Regions from separate parts of the Gossypium hirsutum genome. Here region 2 is linked to region 1. The links are chromatin contacts, called in public Hi-C maps. All regions are on one chromosome and are shown on one strand. Each heading gives the region's core, a stretch centred on a gene start, on an enhancer-like site or on the middle of the called end of the contact. The rest is flanking DNA. Distances are from core to core; before and after follow the strand shown. Region 1 holds the start of LOC107897747 (3-ketoacyl-CoA thiolase 2, peroxisomal). Region 2 holds the start of LOC107897843 (dihydroxy-acid dehydratase, chloroplastic).

Region 1 (6,746 bases), core at 2,985-5,484:
AAAGCAAAATTTAATATATGATGTCTATTTTCATTTATTTTTAGACTTCTTGTATTTTTTCAGAACACTTAATAGCATTTTACCTCTGTTTATATAGCTTTATAATTTCATAAAGGGTGTAACAAATATTTTTTTAAAAGATTTTCCACCCTAGTGTTAGGAGAGAATAAGACTTTGAATTTGGTGATACTAATGCTTTGCCCCCATTCATACTTGAGATGCACTATTTCTGAAAAAAAATTTTGATACTTTCAAAGTCAACAGTATCTTATAGAATCCCAATCCCAATCCCAAAGGCTGTGATTTGTGTCAGGCTCAAGGATGAGAGAGAGACTTAACACTTAAAACTCATTCTTGTAAAATAATGAAAGCTAATACCAGTAAAAGTTTATAATATCTGCAAGCTGAATGCAACTTGATAAATATTTAAGTCAATATAAATAATAAAAGAACTCCCTTTTCCAGTCATCATCGCTTATTAAGACAGTTCATCTCTAGAAAGTTAAAAAGTTCAAACAATTCATGTTGACATGTAAAATGGTAATGATCTTCTTGAGGTTTTGGTAAGCATAACAGCTACACAATTGTGGTTAAAAAAAAACCCTTCGCATATGAAAACGAATCATTTCGAGATCAACATCAGTTGCACTGCTAACAAAATCCACTTCCATTGTGGGGCTGAAGAAACAAAGAAGTTGACACTTATTATATAGCTGAGATATAATTTTATGAAAGATAATAGCCAGAACGTCTGAATACTACTCTTTTCTGGGGTAACATGATCGGTGACTTATTACATTGCTTTATTAAATTTTCCAACTCGATTTAGGATATTTTTAACAAGAAAACTAGGTATCCTATCGGGCATCCTTAGATAAGAGATTGTGAGTTTCAACTTTTCGGGCATTGCACAGCTCATCAACACAATCACCCCTTTCGAAGACCGCTGCCGCCCCCATTCCTGTGCCTGCATTTCAGTGGTGAAACTGATGGTCAGCAACTCTAGCCAGTATATAACAGAAAGGGAGAGAGGGAGGGAGATAGATAGTACCTATGCACATCGAAACCACTCCGAATCGGCAGTCTTTGCCACGACGCTTCATTTCATGCAGAAGCGTAGCAACACAACGAGCACCTTCAACAAAAGCACAGATGTATACTAGTGTCACATTGACAACATCCTTTAATTCTATGCAATTCATACACAATACATGTATATTATACGGAAACCCTCTTAGGCATTGTAGTTACAAGCGCTGATTAGTATAACTCTTTAACTCTCATGGATGTCATGTAGTAGAGCATCAACAAGTAGATCATCTTGAGCATAAATTACCATCAGCAACTCCAAAAGATAATTACAGTAATCACACAGGAAAAACAACAAAATTGCATGAACTGTTGCGAGAAATACCTGTTGCGCCCAATGGATGTCCAATTGCCATTGCGCCTCCATTTACATTAATCTTTTGTGGATCGAGCTCCAACTTCTTTTGACAATATACGAACTGGGATGCAAATGCCTGCAATAGATAATAAAATGAGAGACTTAGTGTACTATAATTCTCTCTAATTACATAGGTCGAAGCTAATTCATGTTCAAAATTGCACCTCATTTATCTCAAAAAGATCAACATCATCAAGTTCTAGACCAGCAGATTTAACTGCTGCTGGAATTGCCACAGCTGGGCCAACACCCATGATAGCAGGATCCACACCAACAGCACAAAAAGTCCTGGAAGATCAACAAGCACTTTCATATATTAATAGAAACTTCCATGTTTATGATTAGTTTGTAGAATGAGGGGGCTGAGCTGATACATAAAGCTTCAGCTCTTATTAAAAGCTGAATTGCTGCTATAACGGAAAAACTATAACCACCAAAAGATATGCTTCATAAATGTGTAAGTGAAGGATGTGAAACCAAGCAATTGCAGACCTGAAAACACCAAGAATTGGTAGTCCTTTGCACATCGCAACACTTCTTTTCATAAGCAGAACAGCTCCAGCACCATCACTCACTTGACTAGAATTTCCTACAATACAATCAGCATATAAGTAAAATACGCTAAAACCAACACAGCAGCATAACCTTCAAGAAAGAATTTGGAGCATTTTTCAATACCAGCAGTAGTGGTCCCATTTTTCTTGAATACAGGCTTCAATTTTCCCAGATCTGACACTGATGTGTTAGCTCGGATCCCATCATCAACAGAGATTGTGACAGGTTTCTCATCACCAGTCTTTGGATCAACAATCTTCATCATACATGAAATATTACAATCAAAACATGAATATACACACAAAGCTTCCTGTGAAAACATATCAAACAGAGATAATATCTATATGTTGAAAGGAGATAGTAGCTACCTTGGTGGCCACAGGGACTATTTCATCTTTGAATTTACCAGAAGCTGTAGCAGCAGCTGCTTTCCTGTGAGATTCAACCTGGCAAACAGAATTTAAGAAAATCAAACATGTAATAGATCATTTGCAACACCAGACTGCAAGAGAATAATCTAACTTACTGCAGCCTGATCCTGCTCCTGCCTCGTCACACCAAAACGATAAGCAACGTTCTCTGACGTAACACCCATAGGAAGGAGACAATTCTGAGCTTGCTCCATTTGCTTCACCTGCCAAAATCAGCAAAAGATCATATCAGACTTAAAGTTCCCTTTTATGTTTTTCGGCTATTGGAAGAATGAGAAACAAATAAAAGCACACAAGGATAGTGAGTACCCTTGGGTTAACTGAACCTTCCCATGCCATTGGATTAGTAGTCATAGATTCCAACCCAGCTCCAATGCCTACAATACAAGTAGTTATTAGTAAAAATACAATTTGATAAAGAAATATCATTAGCAGCATAGGTTTCTAACCAATTTCATAAAACCCTGCTTTTATCGCTGCGGCTACATCAGCAACTGCCTGAAGCCCGGATGAGCATTGCCTGTTCACAGTTCTAACAGGCACAGTTTCTGCATCACCATAAGAAGTGCTTACAATCAACCAACATGACAACGACAAAATACAGAACCATAAGAACAAAATCAATGATATTTATGTATACCAGGGAAGCCAGCATAGAATGCAGCCATCCGACATTCGCTAGCTCGTTGAGATCCTGGTGCCAATACCGTTCCCACAACAATATCCCCAACTTCACTAGGATTCAAATTTGTTTTCTCTATCACTGCCTAAACTCAAACGTAACAACAACATAATAATAAATTACTGGAAAAAATAAAAACCGACCACAAAAAGAAAAACCTAAACAAAATTTCTTCCAAGACAAACCGTTAAAACAGGTGCAAGTAAATCATCAGGATAAGTATCCTTGAAACCCCCTCGCTTGGATTTGCAAAGCGCGGTCCTATATGCTCTGTAAAATAATAATAATAAATTCCATAATTAAAACAAAAAAAGTTCCAAATAATCTCTCAATTATTTACAACAAAAATGTAATGATTATATATTAGTCAATTCAAAAAGAGTTACTTACGCTACTATCACCACATCATCTCCAAATACATTAGTTCTTAGATAAGCAGCGCTATCTCCAGCTAAACAAGCCGATGCCTGAGGAATTTTTGTCAAGTTTTTTTAATTCATTAGAGAAACAAAAGGAGATCATTTGACAGAAAAATAATCAAATCATCAAAATTAAATCCATAAATTAAATATTAACGCAGTTCTAAACGTTATCAAAGATGATTCTTCTTTTTTTTTTCGCTAAATAGAAAAATAAAATTATTAAAATTTGAAATCGAGATTTAATTTAGGGAATAAAATTCTGAGTAATTGTGTCAAAGTTACACTAAGATTTTTAGATGAGAATAGTAAACAGATCTTACAGAGAGGGCAGAGTTGTTTTGGTGCGACGAAAAAGAAGAAGCTGAAGGATTAAGGTGTTGAAGCAAAACTTGCTGTCGGTTGATCGCTTTCTCCATCGTTCGCTGCGTCTAGAAATGATCTAAGATTTCTGTTTGGCGAGGGAGAAAATGCAGGAAAAATAATGGGAAAAGAAAGAGGCTTGGACAAGGGAAGTTGGCGAAAGACACTTATAAGGGAAAGATAAAGATTTTATTTAATTTATTCATTTATTACAGTAAAAGCAATTGGAGGGTTATGAGTTCTGATTTTGGATGACGATGATATGTAAGCCTTTTTGGCCTCACCTTCGCTATTCCCTTCTCCTTTCATGCGCGTGTAATTCACACTTCAATCCTGCAACCTAAAATTCGTTTCATCGTGTTTCGTAATAATTATAGGATTAAAATCATTTTTCTTAAATTTAGATTTGAATTTTCTCCATTGCGAGTGGCATGCTGTGGCTAAAGACAAGATAGGAATGGAGGAGATTTGGGATGCGTGCCGGCATGGAAAAAGGGTACTAAAATGACACCTCTCTTATCGATCCTTAAGGATATTGGAAACAGAAATTAGCTGCTTCCATTGTTTGTTTCTATCATTATACAGTGAATAATAACCGTTGATACGATTGTCAACGGAAAATAAGTTGATAGTCAAAGTAATTGATGGTCAATCATAAATAGATTCAAAGAAAGAAATAGGTCCACGGCAACGGTGTTTCGATGAGGAATAATTTATTATATTTGGCCTTCCTTTTTCACACCTTAAATTCTAGTCCCTTTATTTTATTTAGATTTCATAAAAATGTTAATCTTTATATTACCCTCAAATTTAAAATATAATTTTCATGCTTTATATTTTTACTATTTCAATGTTTATAATTTCATTAATAGTTTATATAAAAAACATGTGGCCTTTTCTTTTCCTTTTGCCATATAAAATAATGATAAAATTTTAATATTATCCCTTTACTTATCTAAATTTTAAATTTTAGTCTATATTAATTATTTTAATAAATAATTATAAGTATAATTAAAAAATTGAAGCGGAGAAAAAGCAGGCAAAACATTCTATATTATTATGTAAATTTAAAATATTAGTGTTTCATATTCGATATCTTTATAATGTTTTAGTTATTTCTCATATTACATTTTTCCTTTTAGTTAATTTATTAAGGATGGATGTAGGGACAAAAAAGCTTAATTTTAACTAGAATTTAAACTATAACAATATTTAAAATGTAAAGATTTAATCACCAGTTTATTTAATGTATTTGTGTTGAAATAATTAAATATAAAATAATAAATAAATGAATTTTAATTTTAATTTTAATTTCAAAAAAATACTTAATGCATATTTGTTAAAATAACTATACATAAAATAAAAATAATTAATATAATATTTCAAATAGTTGTTGGGAAAAGTAAAAAAATATTACTAAACTATTTATTTTATTTTATTTTAATCACTTAACTATTAATTTTTTTAATTTAATTACTCAACCTTTTGAAATTAAATATTTTGATTCCAGTTTGAATTTTGACAGGTTGTTTGAAGTGGATTTTTTTTTTGCAACTAACTTTCTCAATATTCCACATGGTAAGTAATTTTTTTAGTTTTGACTTTCTTTTTCTTTTATTTCTCTTTTCTTATTTCTTTGATCGCCACTTTTCTCTATTTCTTCTTTCTTTATCAGTTTCTTTTGAAGGATTCAAGCTTCTTCTTCAACAACTTGAACCTCTTCTCTGCTATGTTCCTTAATTTGGTCTCTTCTTTTAGCTAGTTCTCAAGTTTTAGTAGCTGTAGATTCATGAACAACAAAATAAACATCAAGTAGAAATTTCAGATTTTTTTCTTCAAAACATTGAAAACATAACCAAAATGTTTAAAACCCAAATTAATAGATAAAAAACTGACCTTATTTTCCATTAGTTCAGCATCTTTTTTAGCAATCTTTGATGCTTCCCTCTCAAGCAATGTACAATCCTCATCCCATCATCCCCTACCACCTTCTTGTTGAGTATTTTACTCTATCTTCTTTAGATGGTAAGGTTGTATATTTATATGATATAGTTATTGTTCATTGATGTGATATCTTAGGTTGGTTTAATGCATGCCAACATGTACCCCACTCTAGACTTAACACGTGTTTATACGATAGGGGTTCGCCTATATAGTGATATGTGAACACACACCGCATGGTCCCATGTGTAATAACACTTAGCGTCATGCGAGCTCAATATGCAAGCCTAATGTGCAAGCTTGATATGCAAGCCTAATGAGCGAGCTTGATATGCAATCTTAATGTGAGAACTGTGTAGAATCCGACCCGGACCCATTCGGGTTATGGGTCGGTAATAGTAAGTATTCTAACAATGTGTCTCCCACCTAGTTTGAAGAAGAGTTATAAAGTGCCTTTTTTTGGAACTTGGTTCTATAAGGCAAGAATTAACATAAAGAAAAACTTATTGAGTAAGTTTTATACTTTAATTTGCAACGTACACTTCGCCACATGTGAAGAAAGAGTACAGCTATTTGCAATTGATTGTGCCCTCATTCTTTCTCATTTTAATCGTTAAAGTGTAAAGAAATTTCTTTTAAAAGGAGGTTACCAGATCCCTAAAAATAACATTATTTGAATTTGAGAATTTGAAAAAAAAAACCAATTGTTGAGGAGAGCGATTTCAGAGGTAATCTTCTTAAAATTTCCATCGTTTTTTCAATTTTTATTTCTAGCTTTTGTTAGCACACCATGGCTAGGACTAGAGGAAATGGCCGCGTTGCCCAGAACATCTCTTTGCGACACCACAAAGCGAGAAGTCCAGTGGAAGCTAAAGCCTACATTTACACCAAAAAGGTGGAAGAAATGA
Region 2 (6,746 bases), core at 2,262-4,761, 180 kb before region 1:
TTCGCAGTATAAGTTGGCCTTTCATAAGCAATGTTGATAATCTGAGATGATGTGACAACCATCAGGCTTAAAGCAATGGCTGAGCGAGGAGGCTTGCAGGGTTCTTATTCTCCTAAAATAAAAAAATATATATTTAATTCTTTTATAGTTAATAAAAATTTAAATTGACAATGATAAATTTATACTTTAATTTTCTTAAAACAATAAAATTGTATTTTTATTATTATAAAAATATATAATTTAATGTTGATTCCTTCAAAAAAAAATTTCTATTCCGGTACTAACTTAAAGGTATTTGTAGGAACATATTTGAATAACAAGAAGTAATTGTTTTTGTTTGCCTAAGTTATTTGAATAAAATATATTTGAATTTAAAAGTGATCAAAATTTTTTAATGATTTTTATCTAAGTTTAGTTTGATTTAAGGAATGGTTGGTTAAGTTAGAGGCTAGGTATTTGAGCATTTAAATTTGATTTTATGTTATAATTGCTCAAACATGTATTTATATTTTTTATTGTATTTGTTATAGTAATTTTTTTTAAATTAATTTGATTTAATCTTAAATTAATTCCTAAACTTGGATAACAATTCATGAATTATTGCAAAATTTATTTTTATATGAATATTTATATATTATTATGAAACTAAGAAAATTATTGTAAGAATATATGAGAAGAGTGAACAAAAATGAAAGGATAATTCAATTTTCTACTTGGAAGACAATAAGTTTATACATGCCCTTTATTTATAGGATGTTAATCACCAAAGGTTAAAAGCATAAATAAAAAGATATTATGGCACCCTATAAATTCTTTAAGGGATGCGAGAGAATAAATCTTTGGGCGAGGCAAGACTTGTATAGACATCCATTTATCAATGGATTTACAACACTCCATTTTAGATATCTATCAACAAAAATGTGCATTGTTAAAACCTTATTAGGAAAAAATACACGTGTGATAAAAATTTAATGAAGGAAAATGAGTGCACAATCTTTTATAATAACTACCTCGTTAAAAACCTTTACTAGGAAATCCTAGTGTGACAAAACATTAGTTAAAGGAAAAGAGTACAATATGTTTTAGCCTCCCCTAATGGCAACATCATATTAAATCTTTAAATTGTCATTCAAACATTGTGGTTGGTAATGCCTTGGTAAAAAATTTGTCAAATTATCTCTAGTACGAATTTGTTGAATTTTTATGTCACATTTCTTCTCAAGATCATGAGTGAAAAATAATTTTGGGGAAATATGTTTTGTGTTGTCACTTTTGATGTAAGTGCCCTTTAATTGAGTTATACATTGACCTGCTGTCAAATGTAGTAATTAATTCAGGTCATTTACGCATTTAAGGGGCTTGTTTTATAGCCACTTTAGTCTTTTATATTACGTTTCTGGTATTTAGAACTTAAAATTAAATATTAGTAAAAGAAGTGTTTTTTAACACATTTTGAGTGTTGTGACCCACTAGTCCGGCATAGGCCTTATGTAGTGCTAATATGTGTAATTGAGTGTGTAGGATGAAGATTTATAGGCCTAATTGATGTGGAAGCAAGGGACGAGTGATGCACAAGCTTCCCGGGATGTCAAAGCATAAAACGAACCAAAGTTGGCATGGAACACGTCGTGTCACACCATAACCCTTGCATGGCGCGGCAAAGGTTGACTTGCTGCCCAAGTATGTTGAGGCTATTTTCATCCGTACAATCGACTTTATACAAAGACCTAGGATGTGTCAAAGACCTAATTTGGACTGCCAACACTTTTATAAATAAGACATTAGGAGTTTGATGTAACTAAGTCATCTTAGAAGCACTAAAAACCCTAGTAGTTTAGGAGTAGGATTAAATTAATTTTCTTTCGGCTTTTCTTAACTATTTGTTTTTCCTTTTGGAATCAGTTTCGATCTAAGAGTTTATTTATTTTATTAAACTATTTCAGTTTATTTCTTCTATTTGCACTCGACATATTTCATTATTCCAATCAATCGATTTGTTACTCTGTTCTCCATTCGATATCAATCCACGATTATTCTAATCTCGTTTCTCTTTCAATTCAATCGTGTTCTTCACTTGATTTATTCAATTGAGATTGAGATTATGAATAACATGAATGGCTAATCCCTTAAAGGAGATTAACGAGTGGATGGGGATGTGATTAACGGAAGATTTAGGGTTTCCTGAGAGGATTAGTTGGTATAGATTACGTGTTCTTAAACCATTAGGCTTGGCAACCATAGGAAGTTATCACAAGTTAGAAGAGGTCGAGAGATAAGTCAAACCGAGTAATTGTAGTTTATTCTAGTTGAGAAAATAAGGTCAGGAGATAAGAGAGCATCAACCAATCGATTAACTAGTTAGACTTCGGGAAGTAATAATTGGTTAATCAATAGCTAATTCACCCTAAAACCCTAATCTAAAGGTAATTACAAACCTTAAAGCGAGTTAATCTTCCTGACTGGTTTATTGATTTAATTCATTTGTTTATTTTTCATATTTAATTATTTTAGTTATTTATTTTTATCTCATTAATCTATTTTATGGTTTGTTGTAATATAGGAATTAGTTACTACTACTTAGACTTATTATTGTAAAAAAGTTTTCATAATTTATGCCATCTTCCCTTGGGTACGAACAATCATCAGAACACTTCCAAGTCTTTCGTTGTAACTAAACTATATTACAATTTGACCTGTGCACTTGCAGGCATTGCTGTCCTAAATTCTTATATATTTTTTGGTGTTATATTTAATTATAAATGATAGACGGTTAAGTTTTTGGCACCATTGCCGGGGAGATTTCAACAATAAATATTGAAAATATTTTTTTACAATTAATAAGATAAGTAAAAACATTAAAACTTATACATACAATATTTAATTTTTGTTTATTTTTTTATTATTTTCCAGGTCGTTATGACCCGAAGCTCCGGTACTCCAAACAAACCATACTCAGATTCGAAGCAAATCATTAAGCGCAATCGTTAACTCATGAACACCAATCTACTTCTTGTAATTAATTTACCTTAAGAAAATTCATTATTTAAAGATTTACGAAAACAACAAGTGAATGACCGGAAAGAAATCTCAATGAATCAGAGAACGTTGCGTAAGTACGCCTTACCTACACTAAACGTGATGCACTAAATGCGATGCGAGAAAGCATAACAAGGTCCGCAATCAATGCCAATAATTTTAAAATAAAAACAACCACGATTCAAATGATTCAAAATAGGCTGCAATTTAAAAACAATACGGTGAATACCCAAATCAACACTTGAAACGGTTGGTTCAATTTAAGGGGAATATGATTCATTATTAGTGGTCCCATTATTATCAGTTGACCGAAAATGTAGCTTCCTCACACAGAACTTATGTCCCAGTATGATATATTTATAAATAAATATTTATTAAAGAAAAACTGGCATAAGACTGGTATAGATAAAAATTAATATAGAATCATCATCCGCTTACCTTATTTTGTGGCTATCTTTCAGAAGATAACAACAGAAAAACGACACACGCGCGCGCACATTACCAACCACAGTTTTGACCGGCTCTCCTCTTCGTCTTCCATTTACCCATAAACTATTTTATGCAATAAATAAAATAAAAGCATTGCCCTCTCACCCGTCTCTAAAGCCACCCTTATTTCCACTCCCTCCGCCGGTTAGTCCCTATACTCTGTACCACGCGCCACCGTGCTTTATACCTGAATCTAAACTCATCTTTTTGGGACCCACACGAAGATTTGTTCTTATCCTGTAACCTTAAATAAGCATGTGTATCAGTGCATGGTACGTGTGTCTAGCAGTCATTCCTTACAAGCAACTAAGTAAAGTGTAGTCAGCTTTTTTTGATCCCCTACCTTAAACCCATCCCCCGCCGCCATGCAAGCCACTATTCTAACCTTACGCGCCACTGTAATCCCCACGAATAAACCACTCACCCCTCCTCCAAACCGCCGCCGATGTCTTTTCATAACGGCACAATCCCAAGCAGCCGTAACACCCGACCCTCCCTCTCCACCCACAGTAAAACTCAACAAATATAGCTCAAGAGTAACGGAACCGAAGTCACAAGGCGGGTCCCAGGCGATGCTATACGGGGTAGGATTATCAGAAGACGACATGTCGAAACCCCAAGTGGGAATTTCGTCGGTGTGGTACGAGGGGAACCCGTGCAACATGCATTTGTTGAAGCTGTCGGACGAGGTGAAACGGGGTGTTGAGGACGCTGGGATGGTTGGGTTTAGATTCAATACGGTCGGAGTAAGCGATGCGATTTCGATGGGGACGAGGGGAATGAGCTTCAGTTTGCAGTCAAGGGATTTGATTGCTGATAGTATTGAAACGGTTATGGGTGCTCAGTGGTATGATGACAATATCTCTATCCCCGGTTGTGATAAAAATGTAAGCTCTTTGTTTCTAACTTTGCTTCTTCTTTTCTTTTTAATACTTTTGTAAGCATTTTGTGTTTTATTTTTCCTGATTTTGACGCTATATATGAACTTGCCTTACTGTGAAAGGAAAAAAAAACAAAAAGATAAATGTGATTTAGTTATATGCTCATCGCTTTTAATTGTGAGAAAGAGAAGAGGAAAGAAAAGGATGTAAACTGCATTTAACTCAAGAGTGTTCTTTATCTGGTTTGATTGAAAAAATAAAATTGATTTGAAGTGATCAAATTAATTTAATTTTTAGACATTTTCCCATGGGCTCTGATTGTTTGGACTTTGGTAGAGCTATAGAAGTAGTTTATGTGTTAATGCAGTTGTGGTTCATTAAAGTTCAACAATCATAAACTATGGTCTGATATAGGTTTGCTTTCTCAATTGTGCCTTCTATTAGTCTAATGCTAGCTAGTTCTTTAGATGCCAGGTACACTTATTGCAATGGGGAGGCTCAATCGGCCAAGTCTTATGGTTTATGGTGGAACTATCAAGGTTTTCTTCTTTGCTTTGTCTAGTGCAAGTGTCATCAATGGGCTACTCTCCTTTCATTGCAAATGGCTCATTTAGTCTTGATATTTTATTAGTTTTGCTCTTAGAACACTGTTGTAAGTTTTATTCAGAAAATCACTGCCACTGTTTTAAAAAAATCTAACATTCAGAACCTATCATATACAACAAGGCTATAAGGATTGGTTTCAAAGTGGAAAGCACTCATTCTTATGAGTCATAAATGCTGTATTCTTTTGTAACTTTCCCGTAAACATTACGTGTTCATTACATTTCTTATCAATGCATCCAGCAAAGAACAAATGGCTAAATTGAGTGGGCCTGGAATAACACGATATGCTGGCAAATATGTTACGCCGAAAATCATGTCTGAATATTTTTGAAAGAATTTGAGGCATCAAATGTTCTAAGTTCTGACCTGAAATATATTATGTCCTTGTACGATTGCATGTCAGAAATGAGGTTTATTGCAATCTGTTACTCTGCTTCTCCCTTCCATTGTTCATTATACATCATATAGCCATTTAATATACTATAGTGTATTTCATTGAAGTTCAGGTAACATTGCTGCAAATTTAAATAGTTATAGTTCGTCAATTTTCAAAAGGCCTTTATTTATTTATTGTACTTGTTCTTTTGCAGCCTGGTCATTTTCAAGGCAATACATATGATATAATATCTGCCTTCCAGGTATGCACAGTGATATGCTAAATGAATTTTGTTATGACAGTTGATTGCTTCTTATTATATCTTCATCTTAGCTGAATTTTTTCTTTGGTTTTGTTATTCCTATGCTCAAGAATTTACCTTTTTCAGACGCTTGGTGTCTGTTAATTCTTTGCTTTTAGGACAATAAAAGTTTGTGTGACAAATACAAGAAAATTTCTGAAAGTAAAGCAAGGAACTTGACATATTATGCTGATACTACAATCTTTTGTTAAGAACATTACACTTAGATAAAAATATACTATAAAATTTCCCTCAACTATGATCATTTTTGGCAAGTATATGGGCTATTTCTGTGAGGAATAAAATATGAAAGTTTACAATCATAAGATTAAACTATGACCTTCTGTGTATGCTTATGATCAAGAACCTCAAGGTTGTGTGTGGCAGACAAATTTAACTGCCAACCTTTTTTGTATTTCATTTTATAATAGCTGATGCTCTTTGGAGTTTGTCTTTTGCATTAATCTCTTCCTTTGCAAGCTTTTGGAATTTATACCCATTCTATCTAAAAGGGGAGCATTCTATCTAAAAAGGGAGAAGTTTACTTTTCCTGGTTGACTTATGAGCAATGTGATATTTTCCTATTTGCTGTCTTCCTAGAATCTTCTTGAGAAGTTAAGGATTGACTGAATATTTAGGTGGAATAGATTGTTAGTTCAATTGATCTGTGTCTGGTGTTGGCACACAAACTTTGGGGGCTATTTCTTGGTACATTTCCTTTGGATTCAGTTTTCAACCCCTACCTGAACTGAAGTAGTATTCACCTTTGAGTGACAAAGTTTGCTTTTGATTTTCATTATCTTTTTCCCATTTATATGCCCTTTGAGGATTAGAATAAGGACTGACAGACTGTTTTGAAGTTTGCCAAGATCTAGCAATTTTATTAGATAGTCTACCATATGGTAATATGTGAAGATTAACTTCTATGACGTGAATTTATCAGAAAATAAAAACAAATTTTGACAAATTCGGTAATCTTGTAACTGTTTTTTATTTTTTTTCTGATTGGCCTCATAGTGTTATGTAGAGTATGCTAGTGGATCAATAAGTGACGAGC

What was found. A called contact is a pair of places that touch in the nucleus more often than the background predicts.
Region 2: a contact with region 1 is called in a Hi-C map of leaf, with 2.5 times the contacts expected there. The contact joins the promoter of LOC107897843 here to the promoter of LOC107897747 in region 1. A contact is called at or near these places in 2 of 34 Hi-C or Micro-C datasets (callus and leaf).

What each region holds. Positions count from the first base shown.
Region 1 is chrA10:63,805,336-63,812,081 of Gossypium_hirsutum_v2.1, reverse strand. LOC107897747 (3-ketoacyl-CoA thiolase 2, peroxisomal) reads right to left here and starts at 4,234. Exons shown (of 14, transcript XM_016823316.2): 1 at 3,858-4,234; 2 at 3,506-3,582; 3 at 3,301-3,385; 4 at 3,074-3,200; 5 at 2,883-2,981; 6 at 2,743-2,810; 7 at 2,529-2,636; 8 at 2,371-2,448; 9 at 2,126-2,258; 10 at 1,940-2,036; 11 at 1,612-1,735; 12 at 1,415-1,523; 13 at 1,052-1,135; 14 at 686-967. The coding sequence starts at 3,953. The coding sequence ends at 858.
Region 2 is chrA10:63,986,302-63,993,047 of Gossypium_hirsutum_v2.1, reverse strand. LOC107897843 (dihydroxy-acid dehydratase, chloroplastic) reads left to right here and starts at 3,511. Exons shown (of 14, transcript XM_016823421.2): 1 at 3,511-4,412; 2 at 4,874-4,945; 3 at 5,603-5,650; 4 at 6,707-6,746. The coding sequence starts at 3,891.